Linked DNA regions of Sus scrofa: region 2 is linked to region 1. The links are chromatin contacts, called in public targeted proximity ligation maps. All regions are on one chromosome and are shown on one strand. The core of a region is the stretch at or near the end of the contact, and the rest is flanking DNA. Distances in the headings are between cores, read along the strand shown.

Evidence for each region.
Region 2: a contact with region 1 is called in a targeted proximity ligation map of alveolar macrophages. A contact is called at or near these places in 6 of 47 Hi-C or Micro-C datasets (embryonic fibroblasts, epiblast stem cells, omental adipose tissue and 2 more) and 2 of 2 datasets of targeted methods (alveolar macrophages and skeletal muscle).

Annotation. Positions count from the first base shown.
Region 1 is chr4:82,910,779-82,913,931 of Sscrofa11.1, forward strand. It overlaps DCAF6 (DDB1- and CUL4-associated factor 6), which reads right to left. Exons shown (of 19, transcript XM_021089469.1): 19 at 798-1,265. The coding sequence ends at 1,201. Among named protein-coding and RNA genes, the nearest start is that of GPR161, 67 kb to the left of the region's middle.
Region 2 is chr4:83,428,219-83,431,603 of Sscrofa11.1, forward strand. The region is part of intron 2 of LOC110260300 (a long non-coding RNA gene); the gene reads right to left. Among named protein-coding and RNA genes, the nearest start is that of RCSD1, 26 kb to the left of the region's middle.

The DNA of each region.
Region 1 (3,153 bases), core at 538-3,037:
CCCTTTAGCCATTTAGCATCTTCTTAATATGGATATATATGTGTCCTGCCTGGGGTAAGAGCTAGATGTTGAGGTCCAAATGCAGTTACCAGGCCAACTTGAGTTATTTTCCCTCTATCCCAAAACAGCCTGTCTTCTCTCAGCAGTAGGTGATCCTGGGCTTGCTGCATCTTCTTGGGAGGAGCATCCCTGGTCTCCATAGGGGAGATGCTTTGCCTGGCCACAGCTCTGAGTCTGTTCGGGGCCCAGCCAGAGAGAGCAGCATGGCAGTTTAGGAGACAGGAGGGAGAATGACTGAAGGGTTAAGTCTGCAGGGGCAGCGTCAGGTCATAACCCATAAGATACAGACCTGGGTGTAGATGGCCTAAGTCGAGTGAAGAGGGACACCAGAGGTGAGGAAGACCAGGAACTAGAAGACTGAACGGTCAATAGCTTTTAGATGAAATCTAGACATTGGAGTTGGGAAGGCCAGAAGCCAGAGGTCTCGGAACTAGCTTGTGCTAATGTGGTATGTGAATGTCCATGATGCTGTGGGATTGCTCGAAGTCTAACTCCTATACATGGGGAATGAGGGACCACTAATCATGAGAGACGATGACCAGAGGTGGAGGTAAAGTGCTTTAGAAGGAGAAATGAAAACAAAGCTCCTCTATGTGATTCGGTCACACAGAAGTCAAAACAGAAAAGGTTATTAAATCTAGAAAAGAATAGAGAAAGACAATCTTTTTACAAGGAAAGATTTAGAAAATGTGGTTCAAGGTAGCAAAGCATTTAAACAAAAAGACAAATTCAGGATATCTTAAAACAACCAAATTCTTTAATTAGAAAGCAACAAACATGCAAATGGCAAGTGTAGAAATTTATTTGAACCAACATTTTCACTATAATGAAAATTACTCTTCAACATTGATCCAAGCTCCCACATCTGAAGGTTAGGGAAAATATTGCACTTTGCATTTTCTAGCACTCCTCATACACGGCAAAAAGTTTTTAAAACATTTTGCTAGTTTTGTATTACACACGCTCCCAAATTCATGCACACAATCATTTCAAATCAATGTTAGGTTATCCCCCCAAAAGGGAAAAACTCCAAAAAAACCCATAACCTTTAAAATTGCACTAAAGCTCTGTAAAGGAAAAAATATAATAAATGTCTTATACAAATTTCAGAACATCTAAGTGCTTGCCAATAAGAGTTGATTATTCCTCATCCTCATTTTCATTCTCCTGACCAGAGCCTTCCGATCTGTCACCCTCCAGTCGGTCTGGAAAACACAGATATGAGACAGAAAGAAACACCTTTAATATTACAATTAAATAATTTTCAGTGCCTTTTACTTAAAATTAACTAGAATTTATGTAATTCCACACAGCATCATGTAAAAGTCAATTCACAGCTGTGTGTAGGTAAGTTATTTTTTTTTTTTTGGCCTCTAGAGACAAAAGACTAAAGGAAACACAGCATTATTAACTTTGAGTATTCATAACTTAAAAGATATGAAAATTATTTAAAAAAAAAAGCCAAACCCTAAAGATCTACAGCAGTGGTTTTCACACTGTTCCTTGGCACCTAGGAGCCCAAGGAGGTGTATCAGTTGTCACCAAGGGGAGTTTGAGGGAAGCTGTGTGAGAGAACCTGGGGACCATTCATGAGGGTCTGTGTATTTCTGTTTATAAAAATATTTCTTAAACATCTGCTGTGTTCCAGGAGACAATGGTGACCAAAATAGTCACAGTCTCTGACCTCAAGGAGCTTATCTAGACTGAACACTCAAGTGCGCGTATAATTACAACCTGGCAGGCGGGCACAGCATGTCCTCTCGAGTTTCCTGATTTACACTTGCTGTTCCTCTGCTTGGGACACTTTCACCCAGTTCTTCGGCTATAAAGGTTCTGCTTACTCATCGCCATACAACCGTTATCCCCCTCTGTGAAACTCTTCCTAGAATTTTTACAGCACCCAACTGGCAGAATTATAAACTAACTCCTTCATTCACATTCCAGAATATTTTACCTGTACAAAGATGATTCTAATTGCTATAATGGTTAGACTGCAAATCTTCTTGCAGCCTAGTCTGAGCTCTTGGGAGAGGAGTTTTTTTGGGTTTTTTTTTTCTTCTTTTATGGTTGCACCCACAGCAATGTAAATTCCCAGGCCAGGAACTGAATCCCAACCACAGCTACAGCAACACCAGATCTTTTGACCCATTGCACCACAGTGGGAACGCCTAGGAGTTATCTCTTTTTATCTTTATTGCCTCAGAACCTATTACAAGATGGTCAGTGAAAGTTTACCAATAGGGAGTTGCTGTTGCGGCTCAGCGGAAATAAATCTGACTAGTGCCCATGAAGATGTAGGTTAGATCCCTGATCTCACTCAGTGGGTTGGGGATCTGGCGTTGCTGTAAGCTGTGGTATAGGCCAGCAGCTATAGCTTTGATTCCCCTGGGAACTTCCGTGTGCCGTGGGTACTACACTCAAAAGCAAAATAAATAAGCAAACAGTTACCAGATAAATGAATATAAGTTTTACTAAGAAAATATACATTACATTAGCTTATGTAAAAAAGGCAACAGTATCAAATCTCTACCACCACTAAGATGGAAACCTTTCTGCTACAGAAACATTCCTCCAAGGTAACCTGGGGGAAAAAAGATTAGACCTAGGGGATGTTCAATCCCACTATCAATACCAAGAGAAGACTGAATCCTGAGATTTTATTTATTATCTACAGAAGCTTAAACACTTGCACTGATTCTAGGTCAGTGACACCTTTGTACAGAATGGACTGGATGTTTAATTATCCATGTGAATTAACAGATAAATCCTCGCTATGCTGATTCCATTTTGATGTCAAACTAATGAGCTATGTATGTGCGTATGACCTGTAACCTGAATTACATAAATTGTAGTTATTATTTTGGGTCTCACCTGCAGCATGTGGAAATTCCCAGGCCAGGAACCGAACCTGTGCCACAGCAGCGACCTGAGCTGCTGCAGTGACAATGCCAGATCCTTAACCTGATGTGCCACAAGGTAACTTCAAATTTTAACTGTTATTATATAAAAAGTATTCAATACATATTTGTAAGACAAATGAACACAAAAGATTATAACAGACCTTCACAGATCTATGGAATCTCGACACAGTGG
Region 2 (3,385 bases), core at 708-3,207, 520 kb after region 1:
ACTTTGGTGTGTGCTATTTGATTCTCCTGGTTAGGCTGCCCTGCTGTGACCAAGTGCCTCTCCCCAGGCGCCTGGGCTCCCATCCTCCCCTGGGGTGAAGGTCATTGGTACCTGGCCCCACTGGCTCTCTCTGAGCTCTAATCATGTGGCTGATGATGGCCCTGAAACTTATTCCTCACAAAGTGGATTTGGGTGGAGACCTGGAACAGAACTGGCAGGAAACCAGCCAACAGCCCCCAGTGATGCCAATCTGAGCAGTTTCTCCCCACCCTGCCTGCAACAAACCACAAAAGGCAGGCTTGGCATCCTTTGCATCCCTAGTTGAGCTTGTATGACAGTCTACAGTGTGTGTCAGTTATAGCGAACCTGTTCTTATCTATCAGCCTCTAAGCCTCTCAAGGAAGGAAGGAAGGAAATCTTTTCTCAGCATCTATTATGTTGCAGGCACAAAGACAACTTGTCCACATTTATTTCTCACTGCCAACAGATATTATGCCTTCCTTATTGATAGATGAGGAGTGGGAGGTTGAAATCTGCCTTGCTCAGTACTACACAGTCATCAAGGGGAAGAGGCAAGATTTGAACCCAAGACCTCTGACACTAAGTCTGGCTCTCATTCTACTGTAGCATGATTAATTTTATTACAGTTGAGTGTGAAAGGGTACAAACCACACGGTCAGTCATTGGATCCTCCACTCAGTATAAGCATGATTTTCTGTACATAGTAAGGACTCAAAAGAGTTGGAATGAATGGCATTTTCACCATTTTACCTCTGGCATTACACAACCCAGTTCCTGACGGGTGAAACAGGTCATTATAGTACTTATTGGATATATTTAAGTTGTTGGAGTGATACTTTTTTTTGGATTGATATTTTTATTTATTATTTATTTTTGTCTTTTTGTCTTTTCTAGGGCCGTACCTGTGGCATATGGAGGTTCCCAGGCTAGGGGTCGAATCAGAGCTGTAGCCACTGGCCTACGCCAGGGCCACAGCAACACAGGTCTGAGCCGTGTCTGTGACCTACATCACAGCTCACAGCAACACCAGATCCTTAACCCACTGAGTGAGGCCAGGGATCGAACCTGCAACCTCATGGTTCCTAGTTCAATTTGTTAACCACTGAGCCATGAGGGGAACTCCAAGGATTGATATATTTAAAAGAATCATAGTTGAGTTGAAGGTAAAAACACCCTGCAAATCGTAGCTGAGTTGAAGGTAAAAATACATTGTAAAGCCCCCATGGGACTAGGGTTTTTATGCAGGTAAAACAAGTAAATGAAGTCAAGGAAAAAGTTGTCCTGGACACACCTGTTCTCTGGCTTCTTGGCAGAATCTGAGTAGGAGTTACTCAAGGGACTACTGTGGCTGTTATCTGAGTCACACTCACAGGCATGAATCTGTGGCAAAAGCAGATGGCACTTCTAGCAGGCATCACCCAGAGGAGAGAACTTCTCAGGATGTATGTCCATGGCAACCATCCATCCTGGGTTTCCTGGCATGGTCCAATTTCAGGTCTTTTGTCTGAAAGTCCTTAGAATGGCACGTGTCCCGCTTGGGTAATGAATTCTACTTTTGAATATGGAAAATATGGTTACAGCAGGCACGTGGAAAGTGCCTTTTATTGCTTCCTGCTGGCAGATCAAAAGCAGAGGGGTTGGACCACACCAAGACAGCCTGTTTTACCCAGGCAAAGGGAGAGACCCAGGGGTTCATGAGTGTTTTGTTCTTCTGTGCAGGTCAGGAAGCCAGGGGGAGGCTACTGATAGGGAAAGCCAGCCAGGGCTGAGCAGGGCTGTGTCTTGAGAACTGGGTCCTAGAAAAGGCAAAGACAGTGGTGGCAGGAAACAAAAGAAGCAGAGGCAGAAATTGCTTTTTTGTTGCACAAAGGAAGGAGGTGACCCAAGGCTCCTTGTGACACAGGAAGAAACATATTTGGGGAAGTGAGAGCCTCTCCCCACACATCCCTTCAGATTAGAGGCGAATTATGGGTGGCCTTAGGGCAAGCAAGAGGCTCTTGTGGTTCTGGCTCTTTCTATACCCCAGGTGGGTGGGATCACTTGTTGGTAAAGGTGCCTCTCAGCAGCATGTTAAAACCAAGCTCAGGAGTTCCTATTGTGGCTCAGCAGAAATGAATCTGACTAGCATCCATGAGGATGCAGGTTTGAATCCTGGGTTAAGGATCCAGCATTGCCGTGGTGTAGGTCACAGATGTGGCTTTGGATCTGGCATTGCTGTGGCTGTGGTGTAGGCCAGTGGCTACAGTTTCGATTTGACCCCTAGCCTGGGAACATCTATTTGCTGCAAGAAAAGAAAAACAAACAAACAACAAACAAAAAACAAGCTCAAAGCCTATTTATTTTCTGGGATCAGTCCATTAAGGGCCACCTCCTCATTCCCCTGTCCTCCCACCCAGTCAGGCAGGTCCCTATGACTTAAGCCTTGAGCTAGGACTTAAGTCTCATCCTGCTTTTCTAATCAGCCTCAAAGCCTGGGGCACATCATTCGCCCCCTCTGGCCTCTGTTTTTTTCCAAAGAGGAGTAGAGAAGACTGACAGAACTGTCTCTAATGCTTACTAGAGACAGTTTGGTTACTTTGCCTTGAGGTGACTCAACTAGCTGACTCCACATTTAAAAAGCTTGAGGAGTTCTGTTGTGACACAGTGGAAGAAAATCTGGCCAGTATCCATGAGGATACAGGTTCGATCCCTGGTGTTGCTCAGTGGGTTGGAGATCTGGTGTTGCTGTGAGCTATGGTGTAGGTACACCCCTAGCCTGGGAACTTTCATATGCTGAGGGTGTGGCCCTAAAATAAATAAATAAATAGCTTGAAAGTATTCATTTTCCTTAGTGCAATAAAATCTCTGTGATTCTACACATTTCATTCACTCATTCATTCACTTAAACATGTATTAAGCACATTTTATGTCAGCTGTGATTAAGTAACAAATAGCAATAACTTCTGCCTAAGTCTCTGCTATGTGCTACACACTGTTAGATGCTTTAGACTGATCATTCCATTTAATCCTCTTACAGCTCTATGAGATAATGCTTTCATTTTTATTTTTTAATTTTTTTTAAATTTTTTTTAAAATTTTTTTTGTCTTTTGTTGTTGTTGTTGCTATTTCTTGGGCCGCTCCCACGGCATATGGAGGTTTCCAGGCTAGGGGTTGAATCGGAGCTGTAGCCACCGGCCTACGCCAGAGCCACAGCAACGCGGGATCCGAGCCGCATCTGCAACCTACACCACAGCTCACGGCAACGCCGGATTGTTAACCCACTGAGCAAGGGCAGGGACCGAACCCGCAACCTCATGGTTCCTAGTCGGATTCGTTAACCACTGCGCCACGACGGGAACTCCTGCTTTCATTTTTAGACTAAGA